Regions from separate parts of the Mus musculus genome. Here all the other regions are linked to region 3. A link is a contact called in public Micro-C and promoter capture Hi-C data. All regions are on one chromosome and are shown on one strand. The core of a region is the stretch at or near the end of the contact, and the rest is flanking DNA. Distances in the headings are between cores, read along the strand shown.

Region 1 (3,907 bases), core at 114-2,613, 610 kb before region 3:
GGGAGGGAAGAAGGGAGGGGGAAGAAGATGGAGAAAGGGAGAGCATCCAGTTGGGAAATGACAGACCCAAGGCTCACATCTAGAACTCTCACCTGACTCTGTGGTCCATATCCCTCCCCAAACTCCTCTTCCCATCATCTGTGAATTCATCACTACCCAAGTCAATCATAAAAAAAATGTCAAACAGATTCGAGGACAGTGCTCAAAGGTGAATTTCAAACCTCCCACTGTATATTTGCTGGTTATTCACAGTCAGGGGTGAGGCATTTTTCACAGAATGTTGGACTTGTTGCCCACACTCAGACACCCAAGCCAGTGCAAGCCAATGGTTCTTATTCCACACCTGCACACATCACACTCTGGGTAGCAATGAGAAGCCACCCGAGGAGTTTTACATCTATACCTGTTTTGTCATTGTCCAACTCATCCCCGTGCACATCCTGAGACCTTTGACCCCTAGTTATAGAACATGCATTGCAAATGTTCTTCCCTAACTCTGGGATTTTGTTCTCTGGGTGGTGTAAGAGTTGAACTCAGTGTCTCAGATACACTAGGCAGGCACTCTGCCGCTGAGCTAGCCCCAGCCCTCCTCACAGAACACACGAAACTCACTCATCCTCCATATAACTATCCTCTAATAACTCAGTTGTTTAGTGTGAGGCTTCTGAACTGCCAACTCCCCAACACTGTGAAGGTCAGCCCGCTCCTCCAACACCTCTCGACAGTAACCCATTCTTGGTTTATTTTCTATGGCTGCGATAAAGCCGGCATGACCAAGAGCAGCCTAGAGAAGAAAGGGTTAATTTGACTTACCATGACCTGATCGCTGAGGAAAGCCAAGGAAGGGATCTGGAGGCAGAAACTGAAGCGGAGACCTGAGAAACTGCCTTGTTCCCCACACCTTGCTCAGCTGGCTCTTTTCTGTAACAGAGGATCGCCTCTCCAGCTTGTCATGCGGCTTGTTCACATCTTCACAGATCAGGAAACAGAAAGCTCCTGTAGGAAATAGAGGCCCAAGGCCCGACCTGAATCCTTCTAAGGATTTCTTAACCTTCGAAAAACAGCGCCACCTACTGGGCACGAATGTTCAAGCACATGAGCCACGGAGGACACCAAACTTCACCTCCTTCGCATCCCTCATCCAGTCAGAGGCACAATGAGTAACAGAAATGACTCCAATGCATCCAAATGTGCCTCAGGCAACCAAGCCTATAGTCCAAGGTGAAGATTCGGTGGGGCTGAAAGCCAAAGAACTTAAATGATTTAACTAAGGGTTAAATTAATTTAAAGTAAAATCATATGTTGTAAAGAACTGGTGTCAGATTGGTCCCTTCAACATTCCACCGTGGATAGGGGAGGCTCCTGAGGCGTCCACCCACCCCACCCCACCCTGCCAAGGAGCTAGTGGCAGTTAACAGTTGCTGGGGTGAGGGTGCCATTTCTTCAGTGGTGTAGCCACTGGTAAGTTGCCCCTGCTTTAATTAAATGACCCACCCCATAGCCATGATCACACAAGCAGCCCTCGTGGGGCTAAAAAAGGCATGGGAAGAAGAAAGTCAATACAAGCGTGAGGGAGAACGGTAATAGGGTAAGACTATGACCACAATATGTTGTACACTCGTGTGAAAGTGTAAAAATAAATGTATTTGGCTTGACTGACACATTAAAAAGAGCTTATTTCAAATGCCTTCTGTAACACCGAACCGAAACCAATACAATATTCTCTCCGGTTTGAAGGAGACCTTCTAACACTAAGCATTTATAGTCAGATAAGGACTGCTGAGATGATGTACAAACAGGACAAACTGGAAAAGCTGCTCTCTGCAGGACAACAAAGGAACGCATTCTGCAGGAACCGGTTCTCGTTTTCATGGGAGGTATTGTGTTTACATTACCCTCATTTTCTACACATTAACTTGCATCTCCATAGACTTGCAATGTGGACGAATCTAGAGCACGCAAGGGTCAGGCCTCTAGGAACCAGACGGTTTCCAAACTCCCAACCACCCACTGAGGAGATATCACCAGGCTTTTACCTGTTTCAGACAGTGTAGTATTTTTCTGCTCCAGAGTCAAGTGGCAATGATCCTGGTTCTAGATAAGAAGACAAAGAGTTAATCAAAGACATCTAAATAGTGACAGGAAAGATAGTCAGGGTCTGGGCTCTATAGACAGACAGCCTGGGCTCTCTTCAACCTCAGCTTAGCCGCATATGTCACCTTAAGCAATTCGGTGCCTCGGTTTTCTTATCTGTAAGTTGGGCATAACTATAAACACTCTCTACACAGCTGAGTTTTAAGAAGAAGGAGAAGAAGAAGAAGAAGAAGAAGAAGAAGAAGGAGGAGGAGGAGGAGGAGGAGGAGGAGGAGGAGGAGGAGGAGGAGGAGAAGAAGAAGAAGAAGAAGAAGAAGAAGAAGAAGAAGAAGAAGAAGAAGAAGAAGAAGAAGAAGAAGAAGTGACTCCAAAAAATCCCAGCTATTGTAATGACACCTCTCTGCAGCCCGAGACTATGAAAACATGCTTCTGTTTATTTTTAAAGTTGATGACCGACTAGGTCGAGAAGTCTCTCTTGATGACCATAAATTCGACAAGATGGATGTTCGCTTTCTCCAAGTTTCTCATTGCCTCTCCTAGAGTAGACACAGACTCATTGTCAGTCAGGTGTAGACCAACATTTGCCCTCATGGCTTCCGGTAGAGGAAGAGGTGATATTAGCGTCAAGTCTGAGATGTTCTTAATTGTGGAGTCCTCAAAGGAAGTTGGGGATAGCTAAATCCACCACAATTCTATCCCGCCTCTGTGCCTGGACGACCCTGATGGAAGTTCAATGCTTCTGGCTCTGGCCTTGCCTCTTACTGCACCAGCAACACCATCACTGCTCAGCCTCAAACACAATTTTGGATTTACTGACAAGTATGGGGGTGGGGAGGCATCCCTCCCACATTCTCTTTCTGGGTTCTTCCATACTAAAAGATATAACTAACCAAAGAAAAATTAGTTTCGAGAAACATGCACTACACAGATTCCAGGAGAATTGAGTAGTGAAAAACCCTGTGTCTGAGCCAGATTTGGGGATGCGCATCAGGAAACGGAAGCAGGAAGATCACAAGTTCAAAGCCAGTGGAGCTACATAGCAAGACCTCATCACAAAAAACTAAAAGGAACTGGTTGTGGTGGCACACACCTTTGATCCCAGCACTTGAGAGGCAGGGGCAGCTGGATCTCTGTGAGTTTGAGGTCAGCCTGGTCTACAGAATGAGTTCCAGGTCAGCCAAAGCTACATTCACAGAGAAACCCTATTTAAAAAAACAAAAAAACAAAAAACAAAAAACAAAAAGATAAATAAGTAAATAAAAAGAAGAAAAGAAAAAGGAAAAACAACATAAACCCACAAGAGTCAAGAGTTTACATCACATCTTAACAACAAAAATAAAACCTATCAATTTGGAGGAACGTAGCAAGCAAAGGAGAAGGTTCTAGAATTTCAAGGGCAGCTGACTGTGGAAAAGCAGTGAAGTAAGAGCAGAGTGCACGTCAGCAGGGCCTGGTGCTGTCCTACCTAGACTGGTAACGACCAGTCTAGATCAGGTCCCAGTGAGAACCTTCCTGCCCTTCCTCACAGAGCGGGGAGGGAGAAGAATCTACCTGTGCCTGTTTTGTCAACTCAAAATGCCCTGTCATAGTGAAGTGCTGTGGGGTGGCATCTCCTAAGCCCTTCAGGGACAGCAGTATAAAACCTGGAACAAAACCTGGACTCATTACCAAGATGACAGGAAGAATGGAACCACAATGATATAAAGATATTTGCTATGGAATGAATGAATGAATGAATGAATGAATTCTCATAAGCATCTTTATTTTATGTGTCCTTTTTAGGTTGTACATGTTTTCTACTGCAGTATGTATA
Region 2 (3,578 bases), core at 279-2,778, 590 kb before region 3:
CCTTCCTTGTGTGTGCCAAGAGGCTGGCCTCCTCTTACCTGCTGAAGATAGAGGCCTTTCCACTTCTTTAATTTCCGCCGTAACCACCCACTTTCCCCAAGGAGGGAAGGGTGGGAGGGGATGGTGGCAGTAGGGGTTTTCTGGCTCTGTGATGGTAAAGAAGCTTGCTTTGAGAGAGAAGGCACCTTAGCCAGGGCAGAGGCTTTGCCTCTTCCTGGGCCAGTTCACCTCTGGGGAGCCTGGGTACTGTGTTTACACCCATATACTGGAGAGTCACACCCTCTCCTACTTCTTCCGGTTGATGGAAAGACCAAAGAGAAGAGCCAGATGATGGAGGCAGGACTTTCAAGGGTTCATGGCCAGCCTTGGCTATATAGTGAGATGAATGCCAACCTGGGCTACATGAGACCCTGTCTTAAACAACAAATAAACAAACAATGGAAAGAGGGAGAAAGAGAAAGGGAAGGAAGGAGAAGGGAGAGAAGAGAAAAGAGAGGGGGCAGTGGGAAGAGGCATGAGAGGAGTAACAGGGATGAAGAGGGAAGGAAGAAGGGAGGGAGGGAGGGAGGGAAAGAATAAAGGAAGGAAGGTAGGAAGGAAAGAAGGAAAGAAAGACACTCAGGCAAAGAGATAGAAGCAGATAGGTTTTCAGTTGAACACACTGGCTCATACCTGCCGTCCTCAGCATTCAGAAAGAAAAGCATGGCCAGTTCTAGGCTAGCCTGGGGTACTTAACAAGTTGGAGGCCAGCTTAGGGTTATACTGTAAGATTGTCTTGGAAAACTGAAAAGAAACAAAATACTTTTCAGAACATAAGCCACCGGGCTGGAGAGATGGCTCAGCAGTTAAGAGCACTGCTGCTCTTCCAGAGGTCCTGAGTTCAAATCCCAGCACCCATGTGCTAGCTCACAAAGTGTGTAACTATAGTCCCATGGGATCCGATGCCATCTTCTGGTATGCGTGCAGACAATCTTTTAAAAAGGGAAGTTTTTCAAAAAATGTAAACTATTCTTTTTTTAAAAAAACTGATAAAGTCTTCCCTTGTTAGGAAAAAAGAAATTGTACTATCACTGAGGGCTTTACCTCCACCCACTTTACCACCACTGAAGTGCCCTTTACCTCAGCAGACGCTTCTCCCGCCATCCCACCCACTCCCACCTCAGCAGAGCCCCTTCCTGCCAGGTTTGTTGGGCCTAGGAAACTTGTCCATAGTTAGTCAGCAGATGGCAGTAACGGCTCAGTTTTAAAGGGCTGTGATCATTCTAAGTTGGAATCAGCCCTGCATGGACATGGATGGCTCCAAACCAGCCTGTGACCAAGGGAACTTCTTCAGTTAGACTGCGAGGATGCAGGCTCCTAAGAATACGCAGAACCCATCACTCAAGAGGCAGTGAGACTTTGTGGCGGACACACTGCCTGAACCACACGAAGCCATCTTCTCAGATTTGTTCATCTGCTTCTAAATGCACGGGTGGCTGAGGCCACAGCAAGAGGGGTTCCGCCCTCCTCTCCTGCCCTGTCTTCCCACGCATGCGTCAGCAACTGTGGATCAGAGCTGGAGGCCCCAATGACCTGGCTTTAGGGGTCACTGTGGCCTGCACAGAGACAGGAAGTTTCCACAGCCTTCCTTCCGCATTTCCTAGAGGAAATGACAAAAGTATTGTTTGGCTTTCCCTCCTAACTTTTCAAAAGAAATCACTCACATCATCTCCTCCCCTTTTAGAAAGAAGAAAAATAAATTTCAGATGAGATTAAGAATAAAAACTAAATTTGAGAGAGTGGGTTTATTGGCTAAATTGTATCTTAGGCTTAATAACCATATATTACAATGTATATAACCATAATACAGAGAGGTTTTTGTTTTAAGATTTATTTATGTATGAGTACACTGTCACTGTCTTCAGACACACCAGAAGAGGGCATTGGATCCCATTACAGATGGTTGTGAGCCACTATGTGGTTGCTGGGAATTGAACTCAGGACTTCTGGAAGAGCAGCCAGTGCTGAGCCATCTCTCCAGCTCCCATAATACATAGTTTTATGCATATCTAATTATATGTTGGATGTTCTGAAGAACATATTCTACAGGGCTGTGGAGATTCTAGATATCATATCTCCATTCAAGTAGAAAGAAAAGAGAAAGGCAGAGATGGCTTTCTTTCTAGATTATTCTAGATTATTTGGATATGTGTGTATATATATATATATATATACAAATATACATATATGTATGTATGTATGGGTTTATTTACTACTTATTTGAGATAGGACCTCGCTATGTAGCCAAGACTAACCCCTACCTCTTGACCCACCCCCATCATTAATTACTGTGAATGAATGCTCTTCTCCAAATACAGTATGATTACACTCAGCTACTCCACTTGGGACCAAACACAGAACCACTTCAAGTTCCTACAGTGAGCTGATTGGTGGAACACCAGTGACTACCCAACAAGTCAGCCAAGTACCTGCCTGCTCTACCCCGCCTTCCCCAAGCGGATACAAAGCTGCATTGTTTCTGGGTGGCTATAACTTGAGTCTATGCCGTGTAAATCTTCCTTCCTTGAGTGGAAACACACAGTACATCCCTTCCTGGCTTACAAATTCAGGAAAGATGAGTTGTATGTTACACACTTTTCTGAGCTATCTGTAGTCTGTGCTGGTCTGACACTCACGACCTTGCAGCCCTGGACTCCTGAGTGCTGAGGTGACAGATGTGGTCGTGTGTATGAAGCCTTGTTTACCTATAAGCATTACTTGAATGTTTTCTATTAAACTTAAGGGGAAATTTGTGACTATAAAAGCAAGGAGTATCAGACTACTGAACACTTTCCTGGGAACTGAGAGATCACCTCTCCTTCTCCAATGTATAAAGGTTACCCTCAAATGTAATTAAGCTTAATAAAAATAAAAGCACCAAGAACATTCTTTCAAGCAATGCTAGCACCCCACGCCATGTTGGGTGCATTTCTTTGCAAGGGAGAAAAGATGAAGGTGTGGAAGGGCCCCTGTATACTGCCCCCTTACCCCAGCCTATGGGGAATTGCTAGTCCCTTCTGAAGACTGTCCCGCTTCAAACACAAACTCCTGGGCATAGTCCTTTTATCTGAGGCTGGCCTCTTCATCCTAAACAACCAGAAGTCCACACTGCATCCCCAGTTCTGGGGATGGCCTCTGAGCAGTGCTTTCTTGTTTCAGTTGTGGATTCCAAAGTGGCTTGTATTGCCAACAGAGTGGCTGAAATTGTTTACTCCTGGCCACCACCAGATGTCATCCACAGCCAGGGAGGAAGCAAGCTCAAAGAGAGGGTCTCGGAGATTCTGTACTTCAGGTTTGAAGGACCTTGTGACTCTAAGAATAAAGGTAAGCCCTCCTTGCTGAGTTGAGTGTGTTGGGTTGAGCATGTGCCAGACAGAAGTGTCTGGGTGTGTTTGTGTGGACACAGCTCGGGGCTCTGCAAATTGGGAATCTCAGCCCACTTGAAGGCAACACGATGGAGACCTTGAGCTCTGGCTTAAGACATCACCCAAGACACAGGAATGCCATTAGCTTGTTGGCCAACATGTCAGCCCACTGCT
Region 3 (3,465 bases), core at 886-3,385:
CAAACAAACCAAACCAAAGGACGCAGACTATTCTTCAGGAATGTGCGGAGAAAAAAACCCATCACTTTCTAAAGCAGTGGTTCTCAACCCTATGTCTCTGGGTTGAACGACCTTCTCACAGGGGTCACGTATCAGATATCCTGCATATCAGATATCCTGCATATCAGATATCCTGCATATCAGATATCCTGCATATCAGATATCCTGCATATCAGATATTTACAATTCATAACAGTAGTGAAATTACAGTTATGAAGTAGCAATGAAATAGTTTTATGTTTTGGGGTTACCACAACAGGAGGAACTGTATTAAAGGGTCGTAGCATCAGGAAGGCTGAGAACCACTGATAAAGAAACAGTCAGAGAAATCCCTCTGGTCTGCCATGGTTTCCAACCCCAACGCTTTGCTGAGTTTCACTTCACCCAGGTGGCACATACTTAACATCCATTTTGTCTCTAGAGTCAGGGAAACAAAGACCGCCTCTTGTCTCTGAGGCAGTCTCCTTTCCCAGTTTCTTTTCTGAAGACCAGCATCATGGTGAATGAGAGCAATGGTTTTTGTTTGTTTTTCCAGACAGGGTTTTTCTGTATAGCCCTGGGTGTCCTGGAACTCACTCTGTAGACCAGGGTAGCCTTGAACTCAGAGATTTGCCTGCCCCTGCCTCCCAAGCTCTGTGATTAAGGGAGTGTACCACCATAGTCCCCTCCCTTGGCTTTTTCTATTTATTCTTTTATCTTCTGTCATTTTGTTTCTGAATTCCGACTTGTGCATTTTATCTTAATTCCCCTCCCTCCACAGGCAATCATCACAAACCTCTTCAAGTGTAGTTTCTGCTTCTCTGTGTTTTAGTAGAAGGTTGTTACATCCATCCATACACACTTGTAATATAACACACATATAATATATATTTGAAACAGGGTCTTACCAAGTAACCCTGACTGTTCTGGAACTTGCTATGTAGACCGGGCAGGCCTCCACTTCACAGAGATTCACCTGCCTCTGTCTCCTGAGTGATGGGATTAAAGGCATGGGCCACCACTCCCAATCTTAGTTATATTATATTTAAATCTATGGCCTTTCCCACAACAGCCTCAGGACTTGGAGCCCTAAATACTCTTAAGGGTATGTTTGACATGCGCTGCGCACATTTTAACAACACACTCTGCCAGAGAAAGGGATACCACGAAGAAAAGCATAGCAGATTGTCTCTAATGCCTCAGTTTCAGAAAGTGTGCCCCACACATTGAGAATGCCAATGCCTCCCCACTAGGGTACACTTGCAGGCACAGGGCATGTAACATACATTGTACCTCACTAGCTTAAGTGGTGGCAGTTCAGATATCTCACGGGTCTCAGGAATTTTGTATTCACAGATCTGCCAGTTTTTTGTTTGTTTGTTTGTTTTTTCGAGACAGGGTTTCAGAAATCTGCCTGCCTCTGCCTCCCAAGCGCTGGGATTAAAGGCGTGTGCCACCACGCTCGGCTCAGATCTGCCAGTCTTGAATAGGTGTCCCCTGAACTCAGAACGGCCTTTCTGGTATCAGTAAGGTCCCAGCTCAAATATCACTGCCTCAGAGACACCTTCTCAGTCTTGCAGCAATCCTGACAATTCTTTCTCCCAAAGCTTTGCTCCCCTATTTTTATGTAGCACTTTTCATAATTCAAAGTGGCCCATTATTACCTATGTATTGTTTGCCTTCTCTTTGCAGTGGAAGTTGATACTGTCCTGCTCTATCATTAGACACCTAGCACAGTCCAAGCATATGGCAGGCTGTCAGTTGTCAAATATATGAAGTAATGAATAAATAGTATCGTGATGTCCATGTGTTTACATTTCTATAGTTAGAAAAGTGATAAGCCAAAGGGAAGACAGCCAAGGCCCTGGAAGGCCGAAGTTGCAGAATGAAATCCTGCCTCAAGAAACCAATTTAAAAAAATAAAAAATAGGGCAGATACCCAAAGGGCAGCAAGAAGGGATCGTCTCAGTTCCTTAGGCACACAGGCTTCCAGCCATTGCTGTTCTTCCAAGTCCCTCCTGTGTGGGGCGCTGCCACGCCAGACCCGCCAGCAGGAGGCGTTCAGAACCTACACTCTAGGAAAGTAATCGCCTACATTTCCCAGCACGCCTTGCGCCTCGGCCCCACTTCCGGAGCCCACGAGCAAGATGGCGGCGGACGAGGAACCCGATTCCCCCTCTGGAGCCCTTCAGACAGCTGCGGAAGAGGAGGAAACGAAAACATTTAAAGACCTGGTGAGAATGGGTGATGCTGGTATTTATTTTGTGATGTTGGCGTTTAGGCTCACCCAGGGTTTGGGTACTTCATATCCCAGCCGGTGGTGTGTAAAAACACCTTGGGGCCTAGCTCATGCTATCTTCAGGCTGTCAGAAACTCGGGGTCTCTTCACGCTCCCTCGGGTGCATTTGCCTTGTAGGATGCCGCTGGGTCGTGAGAGCCCCCGTTTGTTTTTCTCCCCAGTTACTGTAGAGCCTTATGTTATCTAGGGTCACGCGTGACCTCCTTACAAGAGGCAAGTTGTTATGGTGTGCGCCTCACTTTATACACGTGAGGCACTTGGTAGAATAATAGCTAGCCACTGGTCGGAACTGATTTGACGGGTTAAATGAGATAATACATGCAAAGAGTTGACAGCAGCCCCTGGTGAAGAGAAATTGTCTCAAGGCGCTGTCCCATAGTGTTCATATAAAGCAGGGTCTGAGATGTACAGTTATGTAAAGTGCAAAGGGCTACGTATCACCAGGAGGATGGCTCTGATAAAGGTGAGGATGTATTCTTTGCTAAAGTATGGTTTTCTGAATTCAAAGGGTGTTACGGATGTATTGTGTGAAGCTTGTGACCAGTTGGGATGGGCAAAGCCCACCAAGATCCAGATCGAAGCTATTCCTTTGGCCTTGCAAGGTAGGTTGGAATTAAATATGCAGGCTAGTACAGAGCCAGTGTGGCATTATATTCAGTTTTTGTGTTGCTTCTAAGAGCTATTGCTGTCAAATTCCAAGTGAAATAAAGATATAATCTCTCCCTGGGTATGGCAGGACTACTTGAGTTCTTAACACCGAGGAGGCAGAGACCTTGCTTCAAATAAATATAAAGCCAGGTGTGATCACGGTGGCACAAGCCTGTACCATTTGGGAGGTAGACACTGACGTTAATGAATGGTGGGACGACAGTTTTAAACCCCTAGAGCACTCTACTGTCTGAATTTGCATGGCAGATCCTGACTGTTAGCTCTAAGAGATGAGAATTAAGAATCCATACAATGGACCATCAAGAGACCCATAATTAGCCTCCAAACGATGACACCATTGCATACACTAGCAAGCGTTTGGTGCAAGGACCGTGATATAGCCGTCTCTTGTGAGACTATGCCGGGGCCTAGCAAACACATAGGTGGATGCTCAGAGTCAGCTATTGGATGGATCACAGGACCCCCAATGGAGGAGCTAG

What was found. Promoter capture Hi-C pulls out the DNA fragments that hold promoters and counts their contacts. Hi-C and Micro-C count contacts between places; a contact is called where the count stands out from the background.
Region 1: a promoter capture Hi-C map of liver shows a contact between it and region 3, with 3 times the contacts expected there. The contact joins the promoter of 4933406J09Rik here to the promoter of Ddx47 in region 3. A contact is called at or near these places in 3 of 39 promoter capture datasets (liver and maxillary cranial neural crest) and 1 of 115 datasets of contacts at active chromatin or transcription factors (pancreatic cancer cells).
Region 2: a contact with region 3 is called in a Micro-C map of embryonic stem cells, with 2.2 times the contacts expected there. The contact joins the enhancer-like site here to the promoter of Ddx47 in region 3. A contact is called at or near these places in 4 of 39 promoter capture datasets (the 3T3-L1 cell line, 3T3-L1-derived adipocytes and maxillary cranial neural crest), 1 of 484 Hi-C or Micro-C datasets (embryonic stem cells) and 1 of 115 datasets of contacts at active chromatin or transcription factors (microglia).

What each region holds. Positions count from the first base shown.
Region 1 is chr6:134,402,052-134,405,958 of GRCm38.p6, forward strand. It overlaps 4933406J09Rik (RIKEN cDNA 4933406J09 gene), which reads right to left and starts at 1,364. Exons shown (of 9, transcript NR_153848.1): 1 at 814-1,364. All of the region lies in intron 2 of Bcl2l14 (BCL2-like 14 (apoptosis facilitator)), which reads left to right.
Region 2 is chr6:134,424,098-134,427,675 of GRCm38.p6, forward strand. It overlaps Bcl2l14 (BCL2-like 14 (apoptosis facilitator)), which reads left to right. Exons shown (of 7, transcript NM_025778.3): 4 at 3,199-3,363. Among named protein-coding and RNA genes, the nearest start is that of 4933406J09Rik, 22 kb to the left of the region's middle. Within about 2 kb of position 1,529, at least 39 of the 459 cell types and tissues checked have an H3K27ac peak or open chromatin away from gene starts, as enhancers often do. A contact at or near this core is called in embryonic stem cells, where this site is marked.
Region 3 is chr6:135,009,477-135,012,941 of GRCm38.p6, forward strand. Ddx47 (DEAD box helicase 47) reads left to right here and starts at 2,136. Exons shown (of 12, transcript NM_026360.3): 1 at 2,136-2,252; 2 at 2,826-2,919. The coding sequence starts at 2,166.